2 separate regions of the Sus scrofa genome follow, and region 1 is linked to region 2. A link is a contact called in public Hi-C data. All regions are on one chromosome and are shown on one strand. Each heading gives the region's core, a stretch centred on a gene start, on an enhancer-like site or on the middle of the called end of the contact. The rest is flanking DNA. Distances are from core to core; before and after follow the strand shown.

Region 1 (6,243 bases), core at 544-3,043, 77 kb after region 2:
TGACATTTCAGTACCACCTCTAGTTACTAACTAGATAGTCTGGCAAGCCCTTAAACCTGTGTTTCAGTTTCCTCAATTGTAAAACAGTAATAATTGTTTCCTCCATTGTAAAACGGTTTAGGCCTGTCTCACAGTTAACGATCAGACTGTAATAAGCTTCCATCTATTAAAGTGCTTTGTATGTAGATTTGTTGTGAAAACTTAAGATAATGATGCCTTTTAATCATTTCTAAGCAAGTTCTCTTTTTCAAATGTTTCTTCAAATATATACCATTTCCTAATGACCCCTTATTAAGTGCCTCTCCTGAAAATATATTCAAAATGGTTTCTGAATGCAGTTTTCCTGGAGAGAGGGTCTATCAGACCATTCACAAAGGATTAAAATGATTAGGGACCCTCTATGAAAGTAAGTCATCCTCACACTGTATCTTTTAGAACTGTTCCTTGTGCTAATGACTCCAGAGTATCTTTAACTTCTTCTGCCCAGCTGTATTTGTTTGGCTGCCTGGGATTATGGAAAGTATCGTAAGAATATGCAAATTCTCTAACTTGAGATACAGCTAATAATTTTGTTGGTTTATATATCAAAAAATAGAGTAGTCCCTTAAAGTGTTTTCATAGATGGGAATTATTTTAATTCAGAACGAGTGCTTAGAAATTGTGCAGTAGATTTCTTGTTCTTTGGCCTCCTGGAAAATGCTGTTTATAAGCATTTGTTTGTATATTAGAACAAAATCTTTTCATGCTGATGTTAGCAGCATTGTTCTTGACTGACGTGGAAAGTAAGAAAGAGAAAAGATGTTTAGGTTAAAATGGATTTTATGCCTAAGACAAATATTCCCTTTAAAATTTTTTTTTTGCAAAATCATTTGAACATTTAGTTCTTCGTTAGTAACTTTATTCTTTTTTTTCACTGTACCATGTCATATGAAAGTTTCTGGGCAGGGATTGACCCCAGGCCACAGTAGTGACCGGAGCCACTTCAGTGACAATACCATATCCCTTTTTTTTTTTTTTTTTTGTCTTTTTCTCTTTTTGTCTTTGCTAGGGCTGCACCCATGGCATAAGGAGGTTCCCAGGCTAGGGGTCTAGTCAGAGCTGTAGCCGCCGGCCTACACCACAGCTACAGCAAAACAATACCATATCCTTAACCTAGTGCACCACAGGGAAACTCCTAGTAACTTTATTCTTTTTGCTTTTTAGGGCTGCACCTGAGGCGCGTAGAGATTCCCAGGCCAGGGGTCTAATTGGAGCTACAGCTGCCAGCCTACACCACAGCCACAGCAACAGCAATGCCAGATCTGAGCCGAGTCTGCAATCTGTACCACTGAGCAGATCCTTAACCCACTGAGCTAGTCCAGGGATTGAGCCTGCAACCTCATGGTTCCTGGTCGGATTCATTTCTGCTGAGCCATGACAGGAACTCCTAGTAACTTTATTCCTAAGTAATTTTTACCTTGAAGAATATTTCAGAATGTTTGCATGTATCTTTTAATTTTCTGATATTATATATGTTTCATACTTTGTTCTTTTTCTGTAAAGTGTTTGCTTCAGCAGCTTGCTTCTGATCTATTTGTGGTACTAACACACACATTTTAATTTTCATGATCTTCACAGATTTACTCCTTTTTTCCTACAATAGACATGGCCCCCTGAGCAGTTTCTTCTAAGTTTTTATTATTCATTTAATAGCAATTGAAATGTCACAGGAGGCCAGCCATAGCGCTGTATAACAACTAGAAAGTAACATATTACTTATGAATCCTTTCACTAAGCAGTCAGCTGTATGAGTCACATCATTTTCCTTTCACATTTCCATGATATTTAATGCGTAACAGCATAGTTACAGCATGTTAGTCATCATGGCAGTCAGCCTACAAAAAATATTAAACCCAAAGGCAAGCTGAATATTTCTGTTCAGTCCTCCCATAATCTATATTATAAAGGCTTCAATATTTATAATAAATATGTTAATATCATTTGCATTAATTGGAAGGAGGATGGTGCTGATGTGTTAATTAAGCATCAAATACTTAGCAATATACCAAACAAACCATTAAGCTATTTGAGTGAAAAAGAATAGTAAGATTAGTCCCCCATTTCAGAGACCTAACAATTATATCCTTTTTTGTTGTTATTTTTAATCAATTATCAGGTTTCATTGACAAAATATATACAATTCATTGTGCTACTTTTGCAGAGAGTCACATAAATATGTCACATCTAATAACATACACAATGAAATAGAAACTTAGGACTCTGATCAATGTATCTGGAAACAGAAAGCCTTAAGAAAGAGTTGAGTGTCCGTAGAGCATAACTGGACACTCTGGCATCTGACAGTGAAACTTAAAATCCCAAATTCTCTCATTTACTAAGAATGGACACGTTTTAACCTCTCTATTCCTTGACTTCTTTTTCACCCATAAAATGAGGGACATAGCATTGGAATGGAATGTCACTATGCCATTATATTCGAGTATGACTATCTTTCTAGAAAATTAAAGGTAATTAATTACAATGTTTAGAAATGATGATTATATCTTCCCCTCACCCCCCCTTTTCTTCCCTTTTTCGGCCACCTTGTGGCATATGGAGTTCCCGAGCCAGGGGTTGAAACTGAGCCAAGCTGAGACCTTTGGCACAGCCGTGGTAATGCCATATCCTTCAACTCACTGTGCTTGGTCCGAGATCAACTGCATCCTGGTGCTGCAGAGATGCCACCAGTCCCCTAGTGCCACAGCAGGAGCTCCATGCTTCACATCATTTTTAAATAGCGTCTTTTTCTATACCGTATTTTTGCTCATAACTTTACATTTTTGAGATATAAACAACCCTCACCTCCTACCTCACCAAATTGTACTCCTTTGTGTATCGCTGTCATCCTGAAAGTGTGTTAGTGCCTTTAGTGCTTTCCTTGTTTTCATTCATGGAGTAAAACAAACTGGTAGTCTTGTTGTTTTAATACCCCCATATTAAAAAATAATGCATTAAAATAATTCAGTGTAGAATGCGTGGAGTTTTGCTTAACTTGTTGAGACAAAATGGGATTTAACTCCTTAGGTGGGAGGTGTGTATATTTTGGTGTATATTTTGTTTTCTTGTGATCTTTGGGAATAGATGAGACCCTCTTAGAGATGTCTCAGAGATCCTGAGACATCTCTAAAATGTCTTAGGGTATCTGTGCCTTCTACATGAATTATCCTTAGGCACTCAGTAAATGTTTGAATTGAATGATTGTATCACTAATCTAGAAGTAAAGAGCTAAATTATCTGAAGTTCTCTCTCAGACTTACTGTAATCAAAATTGTCTCTTGAAGCCTTTTAACACAGAAAAATTAGAAAACCAAGACTCATAATTTTTAAAAATATTTAAAAATTCACTTATCTAAATATATGTCCTTGGAAAGTATTTTATTTCTACCTTGTAATTCATGGTTTTTGAGTCATTGGAATGTTTGTGACTTTTCTTCTCCTTTACCTACACATGCATAAAATTTAGTTGTACCTGTAGTGCTAAATTTTTACTGTTTGCATTTTATACTCTTATTTTTACACTAGTTAATTCCATTTTTTTTTGCCAAAGGATACTGAGTTTTAAGTAATGTCAGAATGTCAACTTCAAAACCAGGTTTAAATTATTTTTCTCTCTCCTTTCTGGTTATCTAGCTAAAAAGATTGTTGTTGTTGTCGTAGTTGTTTTTCTCTTAAAAAGTTAAAGGATACAAAAAGTTTTTTGCAATTGGATTGTAGAAGTGAAGTTTGATCATGTAAGGCTATAATTTATGTGACTGAATATGCTTGTAGCAAATTATTTTAAGCTGTAGACTTTTTTTTGGGGGGGGGGGACTTGGCTCCAATAGAACTGGACCCCCACTGGAATCTGCTCTAAATGGAGATGTTCTGTATAAGTAGCACATTCCTGGTGGGGAAGGGAGGCATTTAGTTATGCCTGCTCTGACCATAAATGATAGCATAGCATTTTCATTTGAATGGCTGATCCTATCTACTGTTAAAGTCATGCTCTATAGTAAACATTAAATATTCTTTATCATTCAATATTTATGTCCTGAATATTACAGAGGACATCATAGGCAGTAATCATAACTATTTTAATATGTTGTATAGTAGATGTCTAAATTTTTATCCTGCAAATGTTTCTAAAGCTGTTTTATTAAGAAAAATGGTGTTAATAGCTCTTTTGCAGATAACAAAATATAAATGGTATATTAATAGCAAAGAAATGTGTTTTCTGAAGAAGCCAAGAGAACCTTTTGACTATAAATGGACGTTATAGTTTGTCTTTTTGACCTAATGCTATGGAATTAACTAGCTTTTATTTAAAATTAAGCAACCCCATTAAGTCTTTAGTAGAACGAAAATAGCAAAGAAAACGTTTTCGTATTTCCCTTTTCCCATTCTCAGTTTTCAGTGATCATATATTGCTCTTTTCCACATCCGTCTGAATAATTTTACTACCGTTTATGAATTAAGTTATTCTCTATAAGATGTGTCTGGGTAAATTTTACTCTTTTATTTTGGTTGAAATAAAATATCTGAAACTAGACAGTGTTTGAAAGTTTCTAAAAAGCAGTGAATTGATCTGTAAATTGAGCAGTAGTTTATTATAACAATAAAATAGAAATCTTCAATATGATTTCAAAAAATAAGCCTTGGATTGAGGTTTAAAAGAGTAATTTAAAATTCTGTAACCCAAACTAACCTTACTGATGTCTAAGAACCGTTAAGAAGTACATGAGTCACTGTCTAATCTTTCACTTCTCCTTTCAGGTGGTTTGTTTGCTTTGCTTTGTTTTATCCTTCATCCAGTGACCGCCCTGTCAATATGATATGTTCTTCTTAGTGGCAATGCTGGAGACTATTTCCTTTACTGAGGTTTTAGTTGTCAGGAATAGGCAAAGCGCATAATAGGCATTGTGGATTGTGGTGATAAAAAAGCATCCTTGACCTTCTAGATCAGTGCTGTCCCATACAGCTTTCTGTGGCGATGGAAATGTTCTTTATGTGTGCTGTTCACAGCGGTAGTCTCTAGCCACAGGCTGTTGAGCACTTGAGGTACGGTTCATGGATCTGGTAAACTCAACTTTTCATTTTCTTTAATTTTAATTAAGTTTAAACAGCCACACATGGCTAGTGGCTACCATGTTGGACAGCATTCTAAATAACCAGATTTAAACAGTATTGTTTTTGTAGGTCATATATAATTTTTGCATACTGAAGGAAGCTTTTACATCACAACTAACAGCCTTTTCACATTTAAAGGAATTTTCATCATATCGCAATAAAACTGGAGAAAGAAAAGAAATGTTAGCTCCAGGAGTCAAGTTTGATTTGAATTCAAAGCCCCAAAGCCTAATTCTGCTTTAGTTGTCTAGCTTTAGAATGTTACTTGAGTGCATGAGCTGAGCAAGAAAGAAGTAATGTAAATTGTTTTCCTGTGTTTTGTGACGTAATGCTTCTTACTGGCAGAAGCTTGCCAAGGGGATGAAATAATTCTGTGCATATCATTCCTTTAATAAAAGAAAACAGTGTTTAAAGACAGCAAAGGCCATGCCTTCTGGGGGTAATCCATATATTCCTAATTATAATGGATTAATTACACAAAGAGTGTTAACTGGGGCAGCCCAGGGAGAGGATAAAGATGTAAACATTTAAAAGAATGCTAAAATCAACATTTAAATGGATGGAAATGGCTGTTGCTAAGCAGAATAATGATGAGAATTACTAATGCTTTTAAAATGTCAAAAAGGCTTGTGATAGAACTGAAATCCAAATACACCATTCTTGATTTTATAATCCATTTCATAGTTGCTAAAGAAAAAAAAAAAGCTGTTTTCATTTGTTTGGAAAAAAATGTTTTCTGCACTAAGTTATTTTGTCTTTATTCATATTTAGCATCAAAGGACACTTTCTCACACTCAAAATGATTCTTAAAATAGATCACTATAGGAAGCAGTAATTGTTTTAGATTCAAATAGATAAATATTTTGCACTTTGTTTTAGAAACTCAAATCAGTCAATTAGTATGGTTTCGTAACATTTTACATAATACTGTTAAGACGTTGTGTTTTTCTCAGTCATATATTTGGTTTTTGAGGTTTGTACTTTGCTGATTTTAGATTAAGCTGTGGGTTTCTAAACTTGCCCTTTTTTTGCTGATTCTTGCTTCCTAGTGTTGAGAGGACTGGTGCAGGGGTGTAGAGTTGAATAAAGTTTGATGGC
Region 2 (6,521 bases), core at 1,238-3,737:
CCGGCTGACCCCTTTTCACTCAGTGACTGGTGCCATGTGACTCCCACTTCTAGACTCTTAGATCAATCCCAGTCACACTGAGAGGGGAATTAGAGTTCCATATTAACATTCTGAGACCTCAACATAAGGCAACCCCGACCGGTGTGAAATGCAGTCTCAGTTATAGGTGTTCGGCTCCTCCGTTGTTTCTAAGGCTCCTTTTGTCTGCCAGATCTGGTCTTTGGACACTTGTCTTCCCCTGAGCCCAAGTCCTTGTCCTCCAAACTTGCCCAGTGCATCTTCTCAAGGACCTGAATTCTATTTATTTTCATCAGTTCCCCAAAGGGAGCAGAATGCAGACCTGGAAGACAGCACTGAGGCTGGGGCCTGGCATTTTCTTAATGCTTGCCAAGATTTCCAATTTTTCTCTGCTCCTGGATTTTCCAAGGCTATGTTTCAGCTGCCCATTGGCTTACCACACTCACATTCTCTGTGTTGAACCAGCCTGATCCTGGCTGCCTTCCTGGCTGCTGCCGGTTACATACCCTCCAAATACTCCCTTCTGGCTGCACACTCATCATGCCAGCTGGGTCTGCCTCCAGTTCCATGGCTGTGTCTGGTTCTGGTCTCCATTTCTTCCAGTCCACCTCACCCCTATTACAGTTAATCCTTTTACATTAAACTATAGCAGATATTTGCTGGTGTGGAAACCAATGTGGTACTGGAATTTTATCCATGTTTACATCTTCCTTTGTGTTGGAAAAGCTTGGGATCACTTCCAAAACCTGCTCAGAGAATTTACCTGTCTCCTTTAGGAGAAACAAATGAACACCCGACAATACCTTGTGTCTGTGACCAAGACTCAAGGCCAAACTTTTAATTGTAAAATTGCATGTTTAACCTCAATTTTGCTCTTAGACATACTAATATACTTTAAAGTATATTTTGGCCAGTGTCGCTCAATTTCAAGCTATGTTATTGGAATTCAGTGACTATGTGCCTATAAGGAATTGAACAAATCAAGGCGGGGGGTGGTGGTGTTCTACATGGTAGTTTCAACTTTTAAGGTAGATTAGAATCTTCTGGAGGGTTTGTTAAAACAGATTGCTAGATCTCACACCCGGAGTTTCTCCGGAGTGATGCCTGAGAATTTGCATTTCTAACAAGTTCTTAGTGATGTTGACACAGCTGGTCTTGGGCTTACACTTTGAGAACTGGTCATTCGTTTAAGCTGGCCACAGGTGACCAGAAGCTGAGCAGTTATCCACCAGTTCAAACTCTTATCTGAACAGATAAGATGTAAAGTGCTGCGAAATAAACTGCCAAAATTCAGTTCATGCATTTAAGACGACTGCTGGTTGCAGAAGTCTTCTCAACCACTTATTACTTGAGAGAACTTGGGCAATCATTTAGTTTCTTTGAACTCTGGTTTCCTAATTCATAAAATAAGGATAGCCTCTAGGCTGTTCTTAACAGGAGTATTGTGAAGGTCAAATGAAATGGATGTGGAAATTCCTGAACTGTGAAGTGACTCTGGGAGGTATTGCAATAGGTTTTCAATACTCTTCTGAAAACTTCACCCCCGGTTTCTTTTGGCTCTCTTTTCTTGTTAATTATAGCAACTTTAATCCAAGAATACAGAGTACTTTTATTGCTATCATAAACTCAAACTGCAAACTCTTTTTAAAAAAATTTCATTCAATGAGATCAGACGTGCCTTATAAACATTACACAGAGCCAAGAATGATTCCCAGTCTTTACAGCTATAAAAAGTGCAAGATCTTATTGTGAATTGGGGTGGAGCCACAGTTAATCTTTCAACCCTGTTTAGATTGGCCCATTAATAAAAATGGCTGCAAGTTACAGCACGTTAAAAAAATAAAATCACCATGTACAATGATCAAGCTGTCCAGCCCATACTTTTACATCTCTTACAACTTCTATTAATTTAATCTGTCTTTGCACGTAGTAAATCTGTCCAATCCTGGCCGTGGTTATTTTTCTGTCAAGAGCCTCCAGCTCATTCCACGGGCCAACACAGTTCTTGCTCAAATTGGGTGCATTTGTGATTCTTTTCAATCGTCATCAGCTGTACCTAATTCTTTCACGTCTTCAGTGAGTATCTTGGATATTAGCCTCGTTGTTCCCAGGTCTTTAATAAATATAAAACGTCAGCCAGGATGCTGACAAGGTTCCAAAGTTAAGGCTTTGGAGAGTGGAAGACCCGGTTTCTGGACTGCTCACGGAACTTGCCAGGGTCGCGAGGCGGGAACACAGAGGGGTCTCCCACAGCCCGGACTCTCCGTCCCCGGAACCTCGGCAGCCCCGCCCCCAGGCCTGGGCTCGCGAGCGTTTCTCCCGGGCGCCGGCAGGAGGCGCCCGCGGCGGCGCAGGGGCTGCGCGCACCCGTGGGGAGCCGGCCCAGGGGGCGGAGGGAGAGGAGAGGAGGAGCCGGAGGGGGCGCGGCTTGCTCCCGGTCGCTCCCGGGCGCCGGGCCTCCTTCTCCGCCTGGCCCAGGGCTGGCGGCCGGCGGGGGTCGCGGCGGCGGCGGCGGTGGCGGCAGCGGCGCTGGCGGGCCGCGGGCGGCGGGGGCCCGGCTCCGGGTGTTAGGAGACAAGATGGCGGCTGCGCTCTGGAGGCCGGTCTCCTCTTCTCCGCTCTCCTCCGCCCCGCCGCTCGCCGCCTCCTCCTCGGTCTCCTCCTCCTCGTTCGCTGCCTCCTCCTCCTCCTCTTGCAGCAGCCCTAGCGACCGCCGAAGCGCCGGCCCGCTCTCCCGGAGCTCCGGAGGCGGATAGACGGGGCAGCTGCGGGCTCTGGTGACCGAGGCAGAGCTGGGGCCGGGGCGGGGACCGCGGCGGCGGCGGCGGCGGCGGAGGCGGCGCCGGGTGGGGATGGGGTCGCAGACGCTGCAGATCCTCCGGCAGGGGGTGTGGGCCGCTCTCAGCGGGGGATGGTACTACGACCCGCACCAGGCCACGTTCGTGAACGCGCTGCACCTCTACCTGTGGCTCTTTCTGCTCGGCCTACCCTTCACCCTCTACATGGTGAGTTGTGGGGGCGGGGAGGAGGGTGGCTCCTAACCCCCTTCTGGCTGGCCGGGTTCCCCGAGTCCAGCGGGCGGTCGCGCCTCCCTGGCTCCGGGCGGGGAGTGCGCCCTCTTCGCCTTCCCCGTACTGTCCCGATCCCCCGCGGGCCCACCGCCCCCTTGGCTCTAGTGCTCCCCTCCCCCACGCGTACTCCCCGCTCTTCTCTCCCTGGAGGGCTTCCCTTATTTCAGGGATGACGGGAGAAGCGGATCAGCAGCAGCCCCCGCCTCCCTCCGCGCCCCACCCTGGGGTGGGGGTGCCCAGCCCGTTTACGGGGAAAGAGTTGCTTCCTAGGCCCCTCCTTCGAGGTTCCTGATCCTGCCCCCCCCCTTTCTACCCGGGTGGGTAAAGCCTGACGGGGGCTCCCTGCCTCCGCATTTGGGGTGGGCGCCGAGCATTGTGCTCCCAAGGGGCCGCCGCCTCCATCCCTGGCACGCGTGCTTATTTGCGCTCCGTTCCTCGGGCGCCGGGCACCCCTTGGGCACTCCCTTCCCCCGAGGCGGTTCTCGCTCCGCCTCTCCGGGGAGTACTCTCCTTCCACCTCGCCTCTAATCCGCGTGCGGAGCCTTTGGAGCGGGGGAAGAGCGTGTGCCGCTCGGTTTGGAATGTATTTGTGGGGCATCCGGGCCCTTAACTCGCTTAGACGTGGTGGTTGAAAATCTGGCTCTCACTCTTCCTGCCTCTCAAAATCCTATTTTTGCTTACCACTGGTTCAGTTCTGTTCAGCGCCTTGGTCGGTGACTGTTATTTCCAGGCCAGCTTTGGGGGGAGGGAGCGGGGGAGATACGGGGAAATTTGGCTGGCATTTCAGCAGATTTGTTTGGGTTGGTTCAAGGCCTTTTACTGATAGGAAAGAGAAAGTACTGCCTGTTGCTGAATTCGGTACGATCAGCTTCTTCAGCTTCCCCGAATGATCTAGCTTTTTAACCTGTATTTTCACTGAAAGTTGTAAGCGCATTTTCTTTTTTTAAAACACATTAGGTTAGGGTGGGGCATTAGGGAGACTAATATGGAAGAGAGGTGATACTTAAGCTTCAGTTAAAACTTTAAAAGTGACCGGAAGGGAGGTAAGGTTTGTAACTTTATTTTAGGAGGCCTTTGAGTGTATTTCTGTTGACTTTATGCTTCTTCGTGGAGCTGTAGTAAGGATGCTGGATGAGAAGGTCTGGGAATATGACTACATCAGTGTTAAAGGTGAGGATACCCAGTTCTTTCCGAAGTGAAGCCCATTTTCGCTAATTGGCAGAACAACTGGAGGAAGATGTGCTAAATTTCACCTTTTTCATTGAAATTGTTTGGGAGGGACATGCTGCTTGAGGTAAAAAAGTCATGTAAGAAATTGCTGATGACTGATGGATTATTTTTTTTAGGGGACTTGTTCAGTCTTGTCCCTGTCTGAAAATTTATCACGAAGTGTTTTAGTTTTCAATTAATTCTGGCCTAGGGAGTTAGTACTATTTGCACTTCTTTATCTTCCAGGAATATGACATCATTAACGAACAGGTTAATTACTTTGGGTGTAAGAATCCTCAGGCTGTCACAGAGTTTATCATAGCTGATTTCTTTTATATCCAGGAGAATTGTAGATTTAAAACTGAAGCTGGTTCTTGAGATATCAGGATTAGTTGCTATATTCTGGTGTAAAGTTTCCATGTTGAGACCGGTGTTAGTGGCTAAGACTCTTGGTGTAACTAACAAACATTACTAAAGGAAACTTAGAGCAAATGTAGATCCATACATTGAGTTTACTCCTTCATTTTGGGAGTTTATTCAATTTAATTTAATTCACAAATATTTGAGTGTCTGCTATGTGCTGGGCAGTTTGCTGGGTTCTAGGAAAATATAAATTGCTTCTCTAACCTTCTTGTTTAAGTTTATGGGCTCTCTTCCTAAAAACTTTAAAAAGCTGATTCTTTTCTTCCTGTTTCTTTCATGTCCAGTTCACCAACAAATCTTGTGGGTTCTGTCTTGAAAACATAACTAGAATCCAGCTAATCATCATCACTTCTCTCTTAATTCAAGCCATTGTTATGTCTCTCCCAGGATATTGCAAGTTCTAATGAGAGTCGCTGCTTGCATTCTTTATTCTCTATTCTTCATAAAAATGCCTGAGTGATTCTTTATAACATTAGTCAGATGGAGGCATTCTGCTCTCAGAGCCACCCCTCCCATGTATCTCCCCCCCCCCCCATTTGCCCTCTTACAAGTTTTCCCACACAATAGCCATTCCTGCCTCAGGGCCTTTGCACTTGCTCTTCTCTCTCTGTCTGGATGGCTTTTCCCCTCCAGGTGGATATCTGTGTGACTTACATGCTACATTTATATCAGGTTTCAGTTGTGTGTGAGGCTTTCCTTCATAACCTGTGTAAAATAGCAGCTTCCCAGCTCCTGAGATACTTCCCAGCCCCCTTACCTTCCTTTATTTAATTGCACTTATTTCAAATTGATACATATTTATACTTAATGTTTCTCTTATCCCACTATAATATAAGCTCTAAGAGGGCAGAGACTGTTTACTGCGGTATTGTCAAGACCTAGGTCAGTGCCAAGCACGTAGTAAGTACTCAGATTTAAATGATGATTAAAAATGAACAAGACATAGCTTTTGCCTTCAAGGAACTTCAAGTCTAGCTTGGGATAATGAACAGTTATAAGCATTAGAACTGTTGTGAAATGATTAGTACATAATGACCCTGAGCACTTAGTCAGGGGATTGATCCTCGCCTAGGGGCAGTTAGCAAAGAAGATTAGTAATGTTTTAGGAAGCATTCTAGGAATAGAATATTGAGGTAGATAGTCTGAAGTATACATTTGAACCAAAATCCAGCATTCCATGTTAAAATAAAGTGTCAGATCATTATAGATTATTTGTATACACTTCCAATAATATTTATAAATGATAATGACTACTAAGTGTGTTCTTTATCTCAAACCCTGTGTCCTCATTTTACTAATGAGGACACCCGAGGTTGAGCCCTTAGAGACTCATTATACAGGGCTTTTAAAGCCCAGGTTCAGGTACCCCTCCCTGCCCCTGCCGGTTTTTTTGTTGTTGTTGTTGTTTTGTTTTGTTTTTGAGATCTCTTTGAAGAGGTTGTATGTTGAATTAGAGAGTCTTAGGGCTTTTTGTATAGGATTCAAACACTTTGGCTATTAGTAGCTTTTGTGGATACTTTGAAAAGTGGAATTTATACAATTACACAACTTCGAAGTAATGAAAATCAAGAAGTAATTCTTTTTTCTTACTTTCATTGTTCTTCTGTTTTCCTTAAGACACTCACCCTCTTTTATCTTGTCATAATTATGTGTGTACGTGTCACAGATGGTGAGTTTTGTGGCCTTTTCATGTGATGGAAAGCAGATTGGAGTTGGCGTTATCTTGATTTTTGAGTCTTGGCTTTTTTATTGATTGGGTGCCCTTTGGGCAAGACTCTGCACCTTTTGAACCTTGATTTA

The links. A called contact is a pair of places that touch in the nucleus more often than the background predicts.
Region 1: a contact with region 2 is called in a Hi-C map of embryonic fibroblasts, with 4 times the contacts expected there. The contact joins the enhancer-like site here to the promoter of PCNX1 in region 2. A contact is called at or near these places in 11 of 47 Hi-C or Micro-C datasets (blood, embryonic fibroblasts, fetal heart ventricle and 5 more) and 2 of 2 datasets of contacts at active chromatin or transcription factors (alveolar macrophages and skeletal muscle).

What each region holds. Positions count from the first base shown.
Region 1 is chr7:94,519,733-94,525,975 of Sscrofa11.1, forward strand. The region is part of intron 6 of PCNX1 (pecanex-like protein 1); the gene reads left to right. Among named protein-coding and RNA genes, the nearest start is that of PCNX1, 78 kb to the left of the region's middle. Within about 2 kb of position 1,794, at least 7 of the 83 cell types and tissues checked have an H3K27ac peak or open chromatin away from gene starts, as enhancers often do. A contact at or near this core is called in embryonic fibroblasts, where this site is marked.
Region 2 is chr7:94,442,514-94,449,034 of Sscrofa11.1, forward strand. It overlaps PCNX1 (pecanex-like protein 1), which reads left to right and starts at 2,488. Exons shown (of 34, transcript XM_021099425.1): 1 at 2,488-3,023. The coding sequence starts at 2,871.